3 separate regions of the Drosophila melanogaster genome follow, and regions 1 and 3 are each linked to region 2. Evidence: chromatin contacts called from public Hi-C and HiChIP or PLAC-seq data. All regions are on one chromosome and are shown on one strand. Each heading gives the region's core, a stretch centred on a gene start, on an enhancer-like site or on the middle of the called end of the contact. The rest is flanking DNA. Distances are from core to core; before and after follow the strand shown.

Region 1 (2,700 bases), core at 30-2,529, 570 kb before region 2:
TATTATTATTATTATTGAATAAGGTTTGCCATAAGTTGGCACATTGACTTTTAGTTCGCTGCTTTGCATGATACCTTGTCTTAGGGCGTTGGTATCTGGGTATCATATTATATTCTGGGTAGATATTCTCTGTAGACTGCTGTGAGGTTTCTTCGACAGTTTCCGCACTTTTTTTATTTTAGCTTAGTGTGTGCAGAAGTGTAGAAATACGTAGTGGTTCAACTCTCCTGACAATTTAAAAATTTAAATACTTTCGAAAATCTTTTTCTTTATTGACTTTCTTTAAATATATTTTTTACTCCAATGGCATCGCTTGCACACACTTAAAACAGGTATAATTTAGAAAATATATCCCATAAGTTTTATTAGAGAATGCAACTTTTTTCCAGATCTTTATATAAATAGTATCAATAAAACAAGTTTGTCCACCCTCTAAAAATAGTTTTAATCGTTTGTCTACCCTTTAAAAATTGTTTTTATCGTTGGCACAGCCATTAAAATAAATGTTTATTGTTTGTCCGCTCTTAAAAGTAAATAATTTCGTTTGCTCACCTATTAAAACTATATTGGTACATATGTATGTACTTTTTGAAATAGGACGTGAGAAAAAAAAAACTAAAAAACATAAGCAAGCCGGTGGAAAAACAATTCCAGCTTTTAAATTAAAAAAAATATTTATTTATTCTTTTTGGCTTAAAAACCATTTTACTTTAAAACTCCATTGGTTTGCCTACCCTTTAAAAGCTTTATGGACAACGATGCAAACGTTGATGTTTTTAAGCTTTCCAAGTGTTGTCTTTATTTTCATTAATGGTCCGTTTTGGTTTCCTATGGATTCTTTCCCGAACTACCTTTATTAAATGGAAAATTAAATTATCATTAATCATTAGAGCTACTATAACGGCTTTCACAAAAAAAAGTAAGCAATCGAATCGTTTAGTGATCAGTAGATATGCAACGATTACATATACATATGCATATACATATATGAATGTCAGATTATTACGATTATCAAGCAAGATATTAAAAGTATTGGTAACGCCTTTTTTTTAATATTTCGTTTAAATTTTCAGTAGAGAGACAATCACTTTTAATGAATATTATTCTCGTTCTATATTAATTAAAGGCCAAGTGTCAATAATTCGTATAAAACATAAAACAAGAACATCAGTTTATGCTGTTAGCTCATTTTGTACCAATTTCATTATTCCGAATTTGTGGTATTTCGTCGATGCTATTTTAACTTATTTTTTTTAAAGAAAATTTGTTTTCATGGATTTTAATGACGTTATAAAAGTTATCGATACCAGTTGTTTTAACAGAATTGCTGAGTATAAGTGAATTTAAAAAATAAAAAATAAAGAAAAAAGACTGAAAATGATACTCTGGTCTTTACCAAGTATCAATAGAAAATCTACAAGGGATTTTGTGGTCGTAAAAGAACCACTTTAAAATTAAAACGAGACTTCCATAGTAGTAGTCGGCTGTAAAGGTATCAATAAAAGTGGTCCTAAATGACAAAATGTACAAATAAAATAATAAAATCCGTTCAAATATCTTGTGTTCCAAAGCCATAACATCTTGAATTGATAACAGTAATCATCCGTGAAATGTAATGTTTAAATCGAAGCTAGCGTCCCTTAACAAGAATACATACACACTGTCATTTTGTGTAAATATGTATAACATGTATGGTCGTATGTATGTATATAGCAGCGTCGGAAAATGCAGGCTCATATGTGTATACGCTTCCTTGTATATATGGATATGCACATATGCCAGTGAATACCGAACAGGAACAGATCCTTCCAAATTATTTATACATTAATCACATTCATGCTTATACAAAGTGCATTAAAGCTAATCAATTTATTTTTTAGTCTTGGATTTTAAACTGGACCCACAAACACAAATAATGCTATTGACATTGGTAAATCCGCATCAGAGTGCGTACAACCCAAATCAAAAATAAAACTGTTCGAAAACGATCCCAACAAAATGAAAATGGTTGGGTGCCACCCAAATGACAAAAAGGTGAAATATGATGGTATTAAAAGTAAAACTTCTTCCGTAACCATTCTAACTTCCGTACTAAATGATGCTATAAGCGCCCTCAAGTCTGCGTTTTACAAAAATCAAGCTCCAATTAGCGAGCAAAACAGATCTCAAATTGTTTCGAGAATGTCATTATTAAGGACAATACTGCTTATTATAATTTCAATTCACTTTAAATTGGCACATGCAGATCAGGGTACGTACTGCTTAACAATATTAAGACTTAACAGTAAATGATATCTTTTTAATGCTCACGAATATCTGCAGTTGTTCTATTGGATACAACTCGAGAAGCTACATTAGAGTGGACCAGGTATCCATATGGACCTCAAGCCCAAACACCAGGGGTACGCATTATATGTTATTGTTGCTCTTATTTTCAATTTTTATTTAAAAAACAAACGTTTGTTTGTAGTTAAACTTACGTCGACAATAATAAGATAGTAGTAATAAGATATTTATATTCAATTTATTCTATGTCAATTCGATTGTGTACAAATTCTTAAAGATTTTATATAGATTTCTTTATATGTGCTCTTTTTTCTAATTGAAAATCATTTAATTTTGAACGTTTTTAATATGTAAATATGCTTATGCTGCTGCGACTGCCAACGACTTCCAGAACTCTTCGCTTGCCGCTCAAAA
Region 2 (2,700 bases), core at 195-2,694:
TTGTGCGCAACACCATCATGGAACTGGGAGATCTACGGCACACTAAACTAACGCTCACAAGGGTATAAGGACTCTGCAGTTTAGCAATTAAAGAACGATGTGAGTCAGATGGGAATCAGAATAACAGCTTTGATTGTGGACAGTCATGCGGCATATTAACATTTCAAGCGAACACTAGCAAGAGCGTGCCTGTGAGCAACACCATTATTGAACTTGAACGTCTACAGCACACCCAAACTAACGCTTACATGGGTACCCGGCGTCTCCGCCATTACAGGTAACTCACGAGAGATGAGGATTAGCCTCACACCCGTCAACACTGTGTTTTGAGTGATAGTCTTCCGAGTCTTGCCTCCTTTGGAAAAACCTTAACCTAACATATTACTGAACAATCTGATGATACTTCATTTCTTCGATGCCAAGGCGCTTAAAAGCTGACATTAACGATCTGGGCTTGGCTTAAAAATGTTAGTATGGCGGCTTAAACAATATTAAAATTTTAGTTTTGACAGTTTTTGAAGGTTTGTGGGCGTTGGAGTAGAAGTGGTAATTTTCTCTAGAATGTGCATGCTTTATCTTAACTTTCACATCTTTTATTTAGTTCCCGAGATCTCAACGTTTATACGGGCAGATCGACTTGGCGCTAGTGATCATGAGTAAGAATACTGTGGTCGATTCCTTCTACATACTTTTCAACGAATCTAGTATACCCTTTTACTCTAGGACTAACGGGTATAACAAGTAAATATGTTTATATTTTATGCTTCATTAAACAGTATTTTGTTGTTACGCTTTATAAAAAAGTGCTTTGTTGCTATAATTCGATTTTCAAAACATAGACATGCCTGTAAAATCCGAACTTACCTTCATTCATTTTCTGATTGACTTTTGTGTTGCCTATATCTTCATCGTACTGTTCACTTTGAAGAATAATTCCAAAACGTTCGTATGCCATATTTACAATACTATAATCCACATACGCATGAGTTTAAAGTTAGTATTAAAGCATTTCAAATGCCAGGATAATTGTAGGCACATGTGTTAGGTAAGATTTGTATGTTTCCTGAGCGTTGCATTCCCTGAGGCTATTTGATGTATCTGAAAGAACAGCATTTTTACTGCCATTATTCCATATGTAGGCAATATAAGACATGAATATAATATCACGGATGATTGATACGTACACACACAGAATTAATAATTGTCATATTTAAGTAGGGAACATAATATACATTAAATATGACAAACGGTTCTCTAAGAAAATGTAGTGAATATGTTAAAAAAATTCTGATTGAAATAATACGAAAGATTAATTAAACGCCACATAAATTTAATGATAGTCGAATTGTTTCACTAAAAGCCGAGGAAAACAAAAGAATTCAAGTAATTTTTATAAAACGCGATACCAAATGACTCAAAATATTGAAAAGGTTATTCTGCTTGTTTGGCATGGGTATTCGATGCCTAAATATTTGGGTTTTTTGCAACATACTAAACTTTAGTATTTTTTTACAACGCAAAATATATCTTGATTCCACGTCGACTAGCTTCTAAATATAGAACAAGCTGGCTGTAATCTCTGTAATTATATCGGTATAGCTTGAAATATACATGCAAAACATAAAATTAAATAATACTACAAATTTGTAAACCGATATGAATTAAATTTTTCATATGCTTAAAGAAAATCCTATCAAAGAATGTGTATATTTTTCTATTAGTTTTAGTGATAAATAAAGTTCATATGATACGGTCCACAAATACATTTCGAAAATGTGGAAATGGAATCATCCTCATTTCGGAAAACGAGTGCAATCATGCTATAACCAATTTCCCATCGTTAACAAAGCTTAACATGAGACTGGAACAGATTTAAAAGAGGCAACTGTTAAACGAAAGGGGAAAGTTTCTACTGCGTGGGATCAGGCACCGATGGTTCAACATCTCTACTGATCTTGTGTTCTGCTGTAGATTTGAAAAAGCGCCAATTCTGCCAATCCTTGTGTTTTGTGCTGATGTAAGAGATGCCAAGCATGCACAGCGATAATTTATAGTCAATCATGCTCCTGTAATTTTTATTTTTTATTTCGATTTGGGCAAAATCTTTTGATTTCGTTTTTAGCTGTTTTGGTTTTCGCAAAATTTTTGCTATCGGAATGTTTTGTAAACATTAAACAGCTGTTCAAGCTGTTTTCCAGACCATAGAGCGGACACCTTTTTTTACAGTTTTAAGTCCGACGTTCGCAATTACTTTGTTATTGCACTTTGACATTTAAGTAATAAAAATACATTTAATTAAATACATACAACTCTTTTGGCCATTCCTGAAATTCATTAATGAATTCTTTTATATTTTATAAGTATTTTTACCTGCCTGTTTCGTTTTACCAACAGTATGGCAGCCTTCGCAATAAATATTGGGAACGTACTTCTCCTTTGCTAATCCCCTTGCTAAATCGAAAATATTTGTTGCTGACGGCAAAATGTTGTTTGTCAAATCTGAGGTGGGGTCGGAAATACATTTTTTGTATAATAACGCATTGGCAGAATGATCTTGTGGTGATTTGGAATTAACATCGATAGACCACTGAATAAAATATTTTTTCCTTAGTTAATAAGATCTGATTTGATAGATATATGTATGTATAACAGGCATTTACTTTTAATTTCGCCCAGACAAAAGTAAAATTCTTACGAATT
Region 3 (2,700 bases), core at 108-2,607, 990 kb before region 2:
AATTCATCGAATCTTTTTATACAGGCAAATTGTACCTACAACCTGTACCTATAAATATGTACGTACATACATACATATGTGATTTGTCTTATGCTTTATGTTTGCAATACGAAAACCACGGGACAAATCTCAATCTAAATTGTATTACCCAAATGTAACAATTTAACTAAAGAGAATGCTATAGTCGACTTCCCCGAATATCAGATACCCGTTTCTCAGCTAGTGTACATGCGGACGGAAAATTAATCAATTTTCTGGAGATATTGTGGAATAAAATGAGAAAACAATTAAAAATGTTAAAAAGTGTGGTCGTGACCGGTTTGGCAGCCTTAGGGCGTTAGAGGTTAAAAGTTATTTGACAAGAATAATAAATTAATGACAAAATTTACAAAAATTTTTCAAAAATGTTGGTCCTTTGAGCGTTTTTAGGGCGTGGCAACATGCGTCTCTAGAATCTATATGCTGAACCCTTTAGCTTTTATATTTCCTGAGATCTCGACGTTCATACTTTCAGACGGACATGGGCAAATTGACTCGGCTATTAATAAACGGATGTTTTACTGGCAGTAAAACTTACGAGCGTAGGTAGGTTTTAATTTATACATAACATTTCAAACCCTTTGTTCACATTTCAATGTTTACTGTGAATAATACTCCAGCGATAATTAAATTTTAGAAAACATATTCGTTGAATGTATAAGCATACATTATTTTTATATATACATAAATATGTATATGCATGTATGTATATTAGATTGCTAGGTTTGGATTTTTACTGAAGTACGATACACAGTTTGATTTCGTGAATCATTATAGTTTTCCTAAAGATTAATAAAAAAAAAAACACTTATAGCTACTACTACTTGCACAACTTTTTGTTAGAAAATTTTATACGTCAGGAAAATAAACTATGAATGACTACTTGACGGCAATGTTTATAAACGATTTGTACTGTTAGAATAGACAGTCCCCGAAGGATACTGCCAGGCAAGTGAAAGAATCTAAGGCTATGACCGAACTGCACAAGAGCTTAAAGCTTGTTGTTTTCAGTAAAAGTATGTACATAGCCATACCTAGGTGCACAGTTAGTATGTGTGAGGTATGGATTGCTGTAAGCGTTCTTTGCCATTTCAGTTACATTAAACGTCAATAAACTGAAAAAAATAACCATACTTTTTTATACGCATATACAAACACGTACATTTTGGCATTAATCGTCCATATAATCAATAACATTTTACGATGGCTTTCGATGGTTTCAAAAATAATAGATATATATATATATAGAGTTATTAGTTGTAAAAGGCAGGTTTCGTAGGTTTGGATTAATTTTCAAATAGAAAAGTAACTTACTTAGTAATGTCTCAAACTTTTCCAATCAAAATTTTATGTGTGGCTATGTGCGTAAAGATAGCGTCACATGCTTAGTAACAATTATGGAACGGTGGAAATAAAATACGTGGGCCCTTTAAAATTGTTTTTAATTAAAAAAGATTGGACAAAAGTTCCTTTTAAAAGTATCCTGCAAATTGTAGTGTGAGTACACTTTTAGGGATGGCTTCCTTCATTCTTGTATTGTTGTACCAATTTGGAACAGCAAAAAAAATGACTGAAAATATATAAAGTTAACATTTACATATCCTAAAATACTTCCGTTGATTTTGTCTCCAATGTCAATAAAGCAACCGAGAACTTTGAGAATAATGAGAAGGAAAGATATCGTTTATTCCAGGATTCAGTTTTTCTAGTTACTATATTCCATTCAGCATCAGAACCAAAATCGATCCCCGGAAAAGTTTAAATTATTCATTTGGAAGTTAACATGTCGATAACAGTAACGCCTAAATAACCTAAACAGCTACTTTTTTGGTTTGGCATATCTGCCTCGCACTCGCAATTTTAATGCAATTTTCATTGCAAAACAGCAATATATACTCATATTTGCATTCTATGAAATTTATTAATAATATTAAATAAGTTAGTTTTGATATTGGCAATACTAACAACAAAAATTTGTATATACATAAACAATATAATTTTTCGTTTCCGCAAAATAGAAAATAATTTAAAACAATAAGTGCTGTAAGGAACAAAAGAAGATTTTAGACAAATAAAAGGTAAAAAATAGTATTATACATAATACATAGTAGTTGTGGCAGCACGTTGCATATAACTGTGTCTCAAATGTACAAACGATTACGAACTTTCACTATCACATCTGCTAAAAAACCATTTGATAATGGAACTGGGCTATGACAATGATCGATATTTTATGAAAAAAAACGTGTAATATCTATATATATTAATACGAACACACAAAGATAAAATGTTTTTTCCAAGACTTTAAAAAGTGGTTGAACAAAAGTTTGTGAACATTTTAGGATAAGTGCCAATATTATACATAAATCATTCGACTATCTATCACTCTTGGCGCTTTGGAAGATAGACAGGACTTCCTAATAATAACAAAGCTCACAAAAACCTTATTCAACGCTAACAACTCCCCAATCATAAAAAATATTAAAATCATACCGCTCATCAAAACGTCCCCCATACAAATCAGCAATAGACCGAATAATAGAAAAAGCAAAGCCCATTAACTACCATTTAAACAACAAAAAATACCCGCGCAGTCCTTACCTCCCTGGAACACCAATCTCTCCAAAATTGACACAACACTCAATAAGTTCAACGAAAGCA

Evidence for each region. Hi-C and Micro-C count contacts between places; a contact is called where the count stands out from the background. HiChIP or PLAC-seq counts read pairs in DNA pulled down with a chosen protein or histone mark.
Region 1: a Hi-C map of the Kc167 cell line shows a contact between it and region 2, with 10 times the contacts expected there. The contact joins the promoter of Eph here to the promoter of pho in region 2. A contact is called at or near these places in 5 of 107 Hi-C or Micro-C datasets (the Clone 8 cell line, the Kc167 cell line, the OSC cell line and 1 more).
Region 3: a contact with region 2 is called in a POLR2A S2P HiChIP or PLAC-seq map of the Kc167 cell line, with 6 times the contacts expected there. The contact joins the promoter of Abcd1 here to the promoter of pho in region 2. A contact is called at or near these places in 11 of 107 Hi-C or Micro-C datasets (the Clone 8 cell line, the Kc167 cell line, the OSC cell line and 4 more) and 1 of 6 datasets of contacts at active chromatin or transcription factors (the Kc167 cell line).

Annotation. Positions count from the first base shown.
Region 1 is chr4:609,405-612,104 of dm6, forward strand. It overlaps Eph (Eph receptor tyrosine kinase), which reads left to right and starts at 1,280. Exons shown (of 14, transcript NM_166776.4): 1 at 1,280-1,492; 2 at 1,881-2,251; 3 at 2,323-2,402. The coding sequence starts at 1,999.
Region 2 is chr4:1,180,184-1,182,883 of dm6, forward strand. It overlaps pho (pleiohomeotic), which reads right to left and starts at 1,445. Exons shown (of 7, transcript NM_166827.2): 1 at 1,407-1,445; 2 at 865-1,098. The coding sequence starts at 955.
Region 3 is chr4:192,472-195,171 of dm6, forward strand. It overlaps Abcd1 (ATP binding cassette subfamily D member 1), which reads right to left and starts at 1,358. Exons shown (of 10, transcript NM_166736.4): 1 at 1,074-1,358. It overlaps lncRNA:CR44441 (long non-coding RNA:CR44441), which reads left to right and starts at 2,261. Exons shown (of 1, transcript NR_123744.2): 1 at 2,261-2,700.